2 separate regions of the Bos taurus genome follow, and region 1 is linked to region 2. Evidence: chromatin contacts called from public Hi-C data. All regions are on one chromosome and are shown on one strand. Each heading gives the region's core, a stretch centred on a gene start, on an enhancer-like site or on the middle of the called end of the contact. The rest is flanking DNA. Distances are from core to core; before and after follow the strand shown. Region 1 holds the start of CDK6 (cyclin dependent kinase 6). Region 2 overlaps CDK6 (cyclin dependent kinase 6).

Region 1 (4,958 bases), core at 2,274-4,773, 150 kb before region 2:
CCCCCACTCGGAGCGGAGAGCCGGAGAGCCGGAGGCTCAGAGCACAGCCGGGGCTCGGCCGCCTCCCCTCTCTCCGGAAGGCTTTAATTTGCACACTCGCTGGCCACTGAGCGGCGAGCCCCCCACCCGGCCGCCGGGAGGGTCGCGGGCCGTCGGCCTCCAGGGCCCCCCACCCCGCCCCCGCCGCCTCCCCGGCTCGGGCCCCGAGCCCCGGCCGGAGCCCCGCGGCCTCCGTCCGCCCCCAGCGCGCCGCGCGGGCGGCGCCCTCCGCCGTCCCTCCGCCCTCCGCTGCAGTGCCCACCCCCTCGCCCGAGCGAGCGCCGCTAACTCCTTCCTCGAGCCGGTTTACCTGCTCCGCGCCGCGGCGGACACGTGCGAAGGTCGACCGGTCCCCGCAGCCCCCTCGCGAGGCCCGCCGCGGCCGGGCCCCTCAGGTGAGGCGCTGTGCGCGCTGATGGGTGGGCGGCAGGGTGCGGGGTGGGGGGGTGGTCCTTGGGGAAGACTTGGGGGCTTGGCCCGGGTCGGAGGGGAGGGTGGGTGGGGGTGACTGGGGCGGGTGGGGGGCGGTAGGTTCTCGGAATCGGCTGTGGTTAACCCCTTACGATCCAGGAGGGGTGGTTACAGGGGCCAGTTTCGGGGGAGCTACAGGAGTTTCTCCTAATCTGACTAGAGGGGAACATCCCACACGAGGGACTCCCCCCAACGCCGAGCTCCTGTGCCTGCTCGCACACAGTCTTGCGCACAAACACCCACACAAACACTTCTTCTCCAGTCTTTCAAACGGAACTTAGGCTCCACTGGGAAACTCACCGAGCAATTTACATTCAGGGTTTAAAATGCACTGCTTTTGGGGACCTCACGCGGGAGAGAATGTGTTTCGGTACCTTGTATTTATTTCCCCACGAAAGCTCCCCCTCCATCTCGCCGAGGTGTGGGTGTGAGCTCCACCTTCCCCACCGCGAGATAAATGTTAACGCAGACTTTTTGCTGGCAGCCCCCACGGGCGTGTTCTGCACTTAAGAGAGGAGTGCACGCCGGCGGCCAGTGCCCAGGCTGGGAGTCCCCCCGCAAGGATGGACGCTTGCTTTAGTTTCCTAGTTTACTTTCCTAATTTAAAATATCGTTAAAACGCACGCCCCATGGGTGAACACCTCCGGGCCCGACCCCGCATCCGTCAGTGTGCACGTGGGCGCATCTGCGTGTGTGTACACGCGGGAGTCGTGGTCCCCGGGGCGGCCTCAGGTCGCCGCGGTGGTGGCGACCCTTGCGGTGCTTGGCAGGCTTCGGGAGAGGCACATGAAGGATTTCATTGAGTGTGAAGACAGAGAGCAGAGACAGAAAGCAGAAGGAGGCGGCTGCAGCCTTTGTAGTCGCGGAGGAATGCGGAAATGTTGAAGCACTCTGTCAAACTTTTTTGAAATGGGGTCAAGTCACATTCAGCCAGCGTGGGAAAGCAACAACAACAACAAAAAAAGTGGACGGGGCGGGGGACAGGGGGGAGGCACGGCTGCTCCCGTTTCTCTCCGCCGGAGCCGACAGTCCGGGGAGCAAGGCGGGGAGAGCCGGGGCGGGCGGTGCGGGGCCCAGCGGGGGCGGCGGGCGCAGCTCCCTGCGGGGGTGGGACGTCCCCGCCGCTTCCTTCGCCGCCGGGCGGCGGGCAGGACTGGGGCGGGGAGGGGGCCCGCGGGAGGGGGCGGGCGGCGCGGCTCGCCGCGGCTCCTCCGCTACCTGTGTGGCCCTCGGCCTGGCTCCGACCGCTGGTTCCTCGGCTCGGGGGGCTCGTTCCTCGCCCTACCCCCGCCCCCAGGACTAGCCTTCACCTTTTAAGGAGAATTTTGAATGGAGAGAATGTGAGGGGCCCGGTGCTCTCCGCGGTCCCCTCCGCCCGCAGACCGCGGGGGTCGCGCAGTCTGTATCTTTAATTCCTGGCGGAAGGCGAGAGAGCCAGAGGTTGCGGGGCAGGTAATTCCGAGGAGCTCCGGGAATTTCGGACACGCAGTCGGAGCGGTGAATGTCCGGCGGAGGCCACAGCGTTGGTGGAGCGGAGGTCCCCTGGGTCCTGGATTGCAGTTTGAATGGGAAAGAAGGGTGCGACCCCCCCCTTCCCTGTTTTGTTGTGTGTGTTGGGGGTGGGCTCCGGGGGTCACTGACTGCTATTCGGACCCGACCTTAAGCTGAAAGGGGAGTGGAGCAACCACCTCTGCTGCCTACTTAGGGAACAACCCGGGTAGTGGGGAAAGGTTCGCGAGTCCTGGCCGCGGGGGCGCAACCCCTTTTCGCTTTCCCCTGGAGGCTCAGCTTTTACTCCCCCCACCCTTACCCTTTTTAAGGGGAGGCTGAGTTTTGCTCAGGTTGCAGTCGGTTGAAAAATTAAAGGCGAGTCACGATTATGCCGCCTTGCTTCTGAAGTTGTTCTCCAAGGAGACGACAAGCTGAAGTGCGGCGAGCACCTCTTTATCCCATTCTTAGGGTTCGGTAGGCGACTTCACCTGCCCCCCCTCCCGCCCCCGCCGCCACACCGCGGGGGGAGGCATCTCTCACCCACTCCCGAGTAGCGGGAGCTCCCGCCCTCTCGGATCTGATGGGTTTCCACCAGGGAGGTCTTCCCAAGTCAGAGGAAGGATTCCGTTTCCAACCCAGACTCTTTTACCTTAAAAAGACCATTTGTGTGTCGTTTTTAAATGTCTCCTCGTAGAAAAACTGAAAGTAGAAAGAAAGGAAGCAATTTCCGAGCAGATGTCTGACCACCCCTTCTCGCACACTCCCAGCATCGGGTTACAAAGGTCCTGGGAGCCCCCACCCACATTCTACGGCCGCACTCGGGCGGACCCGAGGTCTCTCCACACCAGGCTGCGCAAGACCCCAGAACGCCCCCACGGCACCCATGGAGCCCCTGTCCCCTGACGTCCAGGCCCGGTAGGCAGGGAGGGTAGCAGCGCAACACAATGATACAGGGAAATATTAAGCCGTGACATTGACGTGCCCGGCGCCTCCCCTCCCCCGCGCTCCCGGCACACTCTGGGCTGCTTGGCACGCCCCCTCTCGTTCCACTGCGTCCCGCGCCCTGCGCTCATCCCAGAGGGGCCCCTGCAACCTCTCCGCGCGAAGACGGCTCCAGCTCTGCAGGGAAAGAAAAGTAACTTCGTTTTTCTCGGAGGAACCAGGAAGGATTAAGCGGCCTGGGAGAGGGCAGGAGCTCGCAGAGGGTAGCGATGGGGGCTGCGTAAAGGAGGAGGAGGGGTCCCTGTAGGAACCCCGGAGAAGGCGCCTGGGATGTCTAATTACACTTTTTTCTTGTCCTCCCGTCTCCTCTTTTAGGTGGAATGACCGTGGACTGAGACGCGCCCGGGCTGAGACTGAGACTATGTAATCGCCTCGGTGTCTGCAGAGGACTGCGCTTCGGGGAGGGAAGAGGAGGGATCGGCTCGCTCCTCGGCGACTCAGCAGGCGGAGTTTCGCAGCGGCGGCACCAGGGTTGCGCCCGCCCGCGGGGAGGTCGCTCCATCCAGCCCCGGCGGCCGCGAGAGTCCGAGCGCCCGGGCGCGGTAGTCGGCGGGGGGTGAGAGAGAAAGCGAGACCGAACTCCGGGGCCCGAGGGAGCCAGCCGGGGAGTCCGGGAGGAGGCGAGCGGCGGCCACCAGCGAGCCGAGCGCGCCCCCCGCCCGCCCCAGCGGCACCGCGCCGGGCGGCATGGAGAAGGACGGCCTGAGCCGTGCCGACCAGCAGTATGAGTGCGTGGCGGAGATCGGGGAGGGCGCCTACGGGAAGGTGTTCAAGGCCCGGGACCTGAAGAACGGAGGCCGTTTCGTGGCGCTGAAGCGCGTGCGAGTGCAGACTGGCGAGGAGGGCATGCCGCTCTCCACCATCCGCGAGGTGGCGGTGCTGAGGCACCTGGAGACCTTCGAGCACCCCAACGTGGTCAGGTGAGCGGTGGATCGGCGCCCGTGCCGTCGGGGGCAGTGCGCTGGGGGAGGGGCTGGGATCCCCGGCCCCACGAAGATGCTGCGCGTGCGGGAGGGTGGGGGGACGGCGGGGGAGGCATGGCGCCATCCGTCGACCTTACTGAGTGAGAGTGAGTTTTGTCGACAGAGCCACGAGCCAGAGCTGGTGATCTTGCCAGACAGCGAGCAAAAAGACCAGTCAGAAAATATGACCTGCGCAGCCTTCCTCGCTGCTGTGCCAGTTCTAAGTGTTTTTCTCCGGTTCGTCCTGAAAGAGGTCCTGAAAGATGGATGTCTTTTAGGGGCTAGAACAAGGCAACCTGAGACGGGCGCCCCCCACCCCCCACCCCCAGCCCACCCGTGTAGTTTCCTTGGCCATTAGGGGAGTTTTTGAGAGAATGAATGAGAGGTAACAGGGTATGGTGGTAATTAGTAGGAAGAAAAGTCTTCTGCCATAGCCTAGTATAAATGAGGTTTGAAAGTGCAGAAACACTTGAGAATAATTTTGTCAATTACACCTACAGTTTCTTTTCGCTAACATTGCATATTGATAAGGATGCCTGATGAAGGACTTCAGTGCCAACGCCCAGTTTGTGTCCTTTTAAAAATGTCTTCCAAATATGTTACCTGTTTGTATTATTTTGTGTGTCTAAGAGAGCATAGTCCTTAGGCTTCTTCTCCAGTCAGTCAGTCCAGGTTATGAAATATTTAGATTCTAAACGTCCTGCCCAGGATTTTCCTGGGTGGGCTGTGCTGCCGGGTGGGGAGGCAGCAGTTTTTACCGCGTTTCTTGTGTGGGAACCAGTATTAAACCAAAGTGTGTGTGACTTTGGATAATGGTGTTTTCTTAGTGATCCTGGAATTTCCCCATTGTGTGTTTGACATTGTGTGGTGTGTCATCCTTTTCTTTTTTAAACAGAGGTGCATAGTTTTAAGCTGAAAAGGAATGCCCGGAAACTTCTACAAATTAGGGTGTGATTTTACCTTTCTCAACCAACGTCTAAGATAATAAGTTGG
Region 2 (5,070 bases), core at 374-2,873:
TACATCACAAGTCAACATAGGATTTAAACAACCAAATTTGCAACGTTCTTAGTGAAGTGCCAGACATAAGGAAAACTCACGGTAAACTTTGCCTGTCATTACATCTTTTCTATTGTGTGGAGCTCTGATGTTTCTTTTCGCTTCTCAAAATAATTGTTTCTAGTTAGCGTCTGCATTAGACTTGAATATATTTACTTAATCACCATTGACTTCTACCGTCGAACAGGTTGTTTTGTCTGTAATGAAAGCCAAGATAGTGGTTTTGTTTACTCTTAAACATTCTTGGAGAAGCTGAAATTTTAATACCTGTTTTCAGAAGCCCTTATTAAGACCAATTTGAGTTGAGAAAAGCTGAAGACTAGTATTCTCAAATAGCGCCATTCTTCTAGAGATGGACTTCTAACCACAGGATACGCATACTTGATGATGTTATAGACGGCTGCCTGGTAACACAAAGGCCATGACTTCATCTCCAAATGCTGAGAGAAAATCCTCTCTTATTACTGTCTCATATTTGATTGAATGGTTTTCATAAGAACTTATTTTAATAACTTTTGTGCATTTCAGTTACATTTTCTAGTGTTTGGTGTTTTTCACTTTCATCTCCAGAAGTCTTAACCCTTAACCTTAAACACATGTTAAGGATTCATAGACTCTGGATATTAGAATTGCACAATTCATTTCAACACCCCAGGAATTCTGTGTGCTGTCCATTCAAATAAAGGGACGACATTATTCATGATGATCAATATACAGGTACCAAACATTTTTAAATCCACAAAACTTCTTGTAGAGCAAAGCATCTGTTAAAATAGACACAAGTCCTTGACATCAGACCAGTTTTTCTCAAAGCTAAATCTTGTGTCCTGAAAACATTTTGAGGTCTTAAATAATATTACTGTTGAATAACATCTTTTGAGTCATTTAGGAAAGACATACATATATATGGGAAGTTTTTTTCTAGTGGGATCTTTACATCTTAACAGTAGGAATAAAAGCTTTATTAATTCTCTTCCACCGAAACGGTAACAACTAATAATAAATGGAATGCGGTCAGCTTTAACTTAAAACTGGAAGACTCGCTTTTCATTTCTCCAGTTGGCTTTTTCTCTTCGGCTGCTTTTTAAGTCGGGCTGTTAGCAATTTAGCATGTCTTTAATTGTAAGCACCATTCTTCCAGTCCGGAGATCCCTATAGGAAGCCCCACTCTCCCAGCCGCGCCCTCTCATTGGCTTGCTGGGAAAAGAGCATTTCTGCATAAATTGGATGCTTCCTTCTCCCCAGGAGACCAAATATGCTCATGTTTCACAATCCCCTGGTTTGTAAGCCTGAGTCCGTCGCCTGAAGCTGGAAACTTTCACTTTGTAGAACACAGCCCATGTCGAAACCCAGACCCCAGAGCCCCAACATGCTATGGGTCTGAAAGCGGACTGAATGCATGCTTGTCAGCCCAGTGTTTCTGAGCTGCCTCAGCCAAAATCAGAAACCGATGTGCCTGAGAGTGGTATCCTCCAAAGAAAGGTATTTCCTTTGTGCGGCCCCAGCACACACAGTATCCAAGGGGTTAACCTGAGAGCTGCTTTGAGAACGGAGGCGAAGGTCACCGGCGGCAACAGCAAAGACTTTTAAAGCCTGCCGTCCTGAGCCTTTCACCCTGCCTTTCCCACCCAGGGGATTGTAAACATTGGCTCCCGGCCACCACGTCCCACAGCACAAAACTTCTCTGTGCTTTCAGCATATACACTTATGCTCTTTTTTTTTTTTAATGGAAGCTGAAGCAAAGGCGCGTTCTTGCTGGGAGCACAGAGAACGTGTTTCTGTTCGGGGAAAGGAAAGAGATCCCATCCTGCTGGAATGTGGAAGCATGCAGATATGCTTATTTAGCGGTGCTTCACATGGAACTTAGCCGCTGCTCTTAGCCTGTCTTTCTCAAGTCAAAAGAATGTGTAGAATGCTGTCACTTAATCAGAACCCAGAAGAGCTCTTTTATCTGCCATTTGTTAGTAACTAGCAATATTGCCCTTATCTCTTTGTCCTTTAGCTCCAGCCAGTGCCCTGGGATATGAGCACTGGTAACAAGAAAGCACTTATTACCTTGAGCGTTTGCTTCTTGTTTTTCTTTTTTAAAACTTCAGAGTTCTTTAATCACCATCTAAGAAGTTGAAGGGATTTTTTTTTTTTTTACTTAAATAAAGTTGTCTTAGTCCTGGGACCATGGTTGTTCGGTGATGTGGAAAAGAAACTGAGATGATTCATATACTTACGCTGCCATTGATACCTGCCTCTATAAAAGTCTGTTATCCACACAACTTGTAAATAACCTTTATGAATTCAGTCACATGAAAAAGTGGAATTTCCAGAAATATTATACGTAGCTTAAATTTCTCCTTCCTCAGTGTTTTAATATTTTGTAGGGGGGTTAATATCCTTTCACCTATTTTAAGTAATTTTATGTCATTTCAGTCATTTAATATAATAGTTTTTTTCTCTTCAGTGATTTCTAAAGACACAGCTGAAAAATTCATGGTAATCAATCCATACGTTATAATAGTAGCTCAGGGCAGAAAAAATCATACCCCATGACATTTTTTTAAAAGTGTATTTCAGAGGCAGGCATATAATAGCGTACCCGTTTCTTCTGAAATGGCTACTATGAGCCCATTTTGGAATAAATTTGGATGCTTGCCTACAGAAAGGTCAGTCACTAAACATTCCTGTTTGAGTAACGATGCTTGATTCTGAAAAGCCCGACATCAGCCCCTGCCACATCGCACAGACATGCAGACAGGCTCTGCTCTAGCCTCTAGCTGCAGTTGATGACAGATGTGTGACTTTGCCTTCTGCCTCTCAGCTGAAATGACTCTTAGAGGTTCTTCACCAACTCTTCTGGAATTCCAGTGTTGCTGTATGGAATCACAGAGTCCGTTGTGTACTTATAAAGGTCCTTTACGTTTTCCTCTTGATCAGAGTTCCCTTTCTCAAAGTGTGACGGTTCTGTGATCAGCACCCCTGACCTGGATGTGTTGTATGGGTTGACAGCACCACGTCCAGGTAGCTTCACCAAGCAGGTAGAATGTATTTATTCTTGATTATTGGAGTCTAGGCTTGGAAGGACTTTAGAAATAATCTCATGTGACCTCTGGATTTTATAATTGAGGATGCTCAGTCATGTCCAACTTTTTGCATCCCCATGGACTGTAGCCCTCCAGGTTCCTCTGTCCATGGGATTCTCCAGGCAAGACTGCTAGTGTGGGTTGCCTTTCCCTTCTCCAAGGGATCTTCTCGACCCAGGTATCAAACCTGGGTCTTCTGCAGTGCAGGCAGATATTCTTTATTGTCTGAGCCACCAGGGAAACCCCTATAGGAGAGGAACCTGGGGCCCATTGATACCAAATTACTTTTTTTTTGAGACAAAACACAGATATTATTTACTGATATATCTGGAGCTAAAACCAGGTCTCTAGATTTCAGTCCAGGACTGTTTCTCTTACTCCATCTAGCCTTGTAGCCCCTGTACTGCATGATGAGCTCCCTGACAACCAGAGGTGGGCATGAGGTTCACCGATGCTGCTCTTCACACCGTGGGTGTGCCTCCATAGGCTGAAATTGGCAGAAGTGATTATGAGCAGGTCTTTTGTACCCTGAGCAGGAAGTAGCATCAAGTCTTGGTCCCTACTTATCCCCAAGGTGTCTAGTGACTGGCATTTCAACTCTTTAGCTCATCGGCTTGTCATGCCTCAGTTTTACTGTGATAAGTTTCTCTCAATTCCTATAGCATTCTCTTTTTCTCTTGCCTGTTTAACATGTCTCATATTAAAGACTGACTCTACCATACTACAGTGAACTCTCCATCAAAGCTGACAATATGACCAAAGCTGTACACGGAGGCTAACTGAGAGCACTAAATGCTTTTATTACTAGATAAGAAAGACTGACTCTAACTGCGAAAGCATCAATCCAAGGACCATAAAAGAAAAGGAAGTCTTTTCAATAGGCATCTATTGCATTTACTGTTTTCTAAAGATGAATGTACCCATCATGAAAAACAGAAACATTGTTGAAGTGCATAATGATTAATTAATTAGAAAAATGTCTATCTAAATCAGGAGGCAGGAGTAAATAATATTTGACATACAAATGAATGAATTAGGGGGAAAAAAGTGTAAAATGGAAAAAGAAACCAGAGTTGTCCTTCCTAAAGACTAATAGCAAAGACAATCTTCTGGCAAAGAGAAGTGTGTGTTAGTCACTCAGTCATGTCCAACTCTTTGTGACCCCATGGACTGTAGCCCCCCAGGCTCCTCTGTCCATGGGATTCTTCAGGTCAGAATACTGGAGTGGGCTGCCATGGCCTCCTCCAGGGGATTCAGCCTGACCCAGGGGTTGAACCTGGGTCTCCTGCACTGCAGGCAGATTCTTTACCATCTGAGCCACCAGGGAAGTTACTTCTGGCAAAGCTGCTCGAGAAAAAAGAGAGTGCTATTACGGAACACATCAGTGACCTTTGCTACTGGCTAGTAGGCCTTTTGAAAACTTGGTGGCATGTGAGACTGAACAGATAGAATAGGGTGCAGTGCTGATCAGGAAACCTGGAACATCAGGGTGCCTCCTCTGACTGCGTGCCTTCCCGGTCTTAAGCCTAGGCTCCCCTTGTCTCTCTCTGTGTGACTCTGTTCAGTAACCTAGGTAAGAAAAACAGATGTCACCTATCTCTGTATGTTTTAGGTTCTCATGCAAGCAACAGAACAGAGAAAATATATCCTGTAACAACAACAACAAAAAGTTTGGGACTGAGCAAAACAGATTGCTCTTATTATTTTCAAAACTCCTATAAGTCGTTCTCATCAGACCCTGTTAGTCCATGACCTCTGTGTAAGAAATTAAGTGCTGAGTGGTGGGGGTATGCAGTATTAGGAGAAAGATTATGCTTGAGAGGTTTATAGTCTGGTGTAATATGGTAAGTGTGATAAAAGTTCCAATCAATGAGGTACCCTGTAAAGAGCAAGGACAAAAAATATCATGGAGGTACCAGCGCATAAAAATGCCTGGTTTTCATTAATAGACACTTTT

What was found. Hi-C and Micro-C count contacts between places; a contact is called where the count stands out from the background.
Region 1: a Hi-C map of liver shows a contact between it and region 2, with 2.4 times the contacts expected there. The contact joins the promoter of CDK6 here to the enhancer-like site in region 2. A contact is called at or near these places in 3 of 11 Hi-C or Micro-C datasets (liver, skeletal muscle and skin fibroblasts).

Annotation. Positions count from the first base shown.
Region 1 is chr4:10,185,363-10,190,320 of ARS-UCD2.0, reverse strand. It overlaps CDK6 (cyclin dependent kinase 6), which reads left to right and starts at 3,523. Exons shown (of 7, transcript NM_001192301.2): 1 at 3,523-3,923. The coding sequence starts at 3,691. It overlaps LOC112446321 (a long non-coding RNA gene), which reads right to left and starts at 440. Exons shown (of 3, transcript XR_003034253.2): 1 at 350-440.
Region 2 is chr4:10,031,039-10,036,108 of ARS-UCD2.0, reverse strand. All of the region lies in intron 3 of CDK6 (cyclin dependent kinase 6), which reads left to right. Among named protein-coding and RNA genes, the nearest start is that of FAM133B, 110 kb to the right of the region's middle. Within about 2 kb of position 1,623, at least 48 of the 102 cell types and tissues checked have an H3K27ac peak or open chromatin away from gene starts, as enhancers often do. A contact at or near this core is called in liver, skeletal muscle and skin fibroblasts, where this site is marked.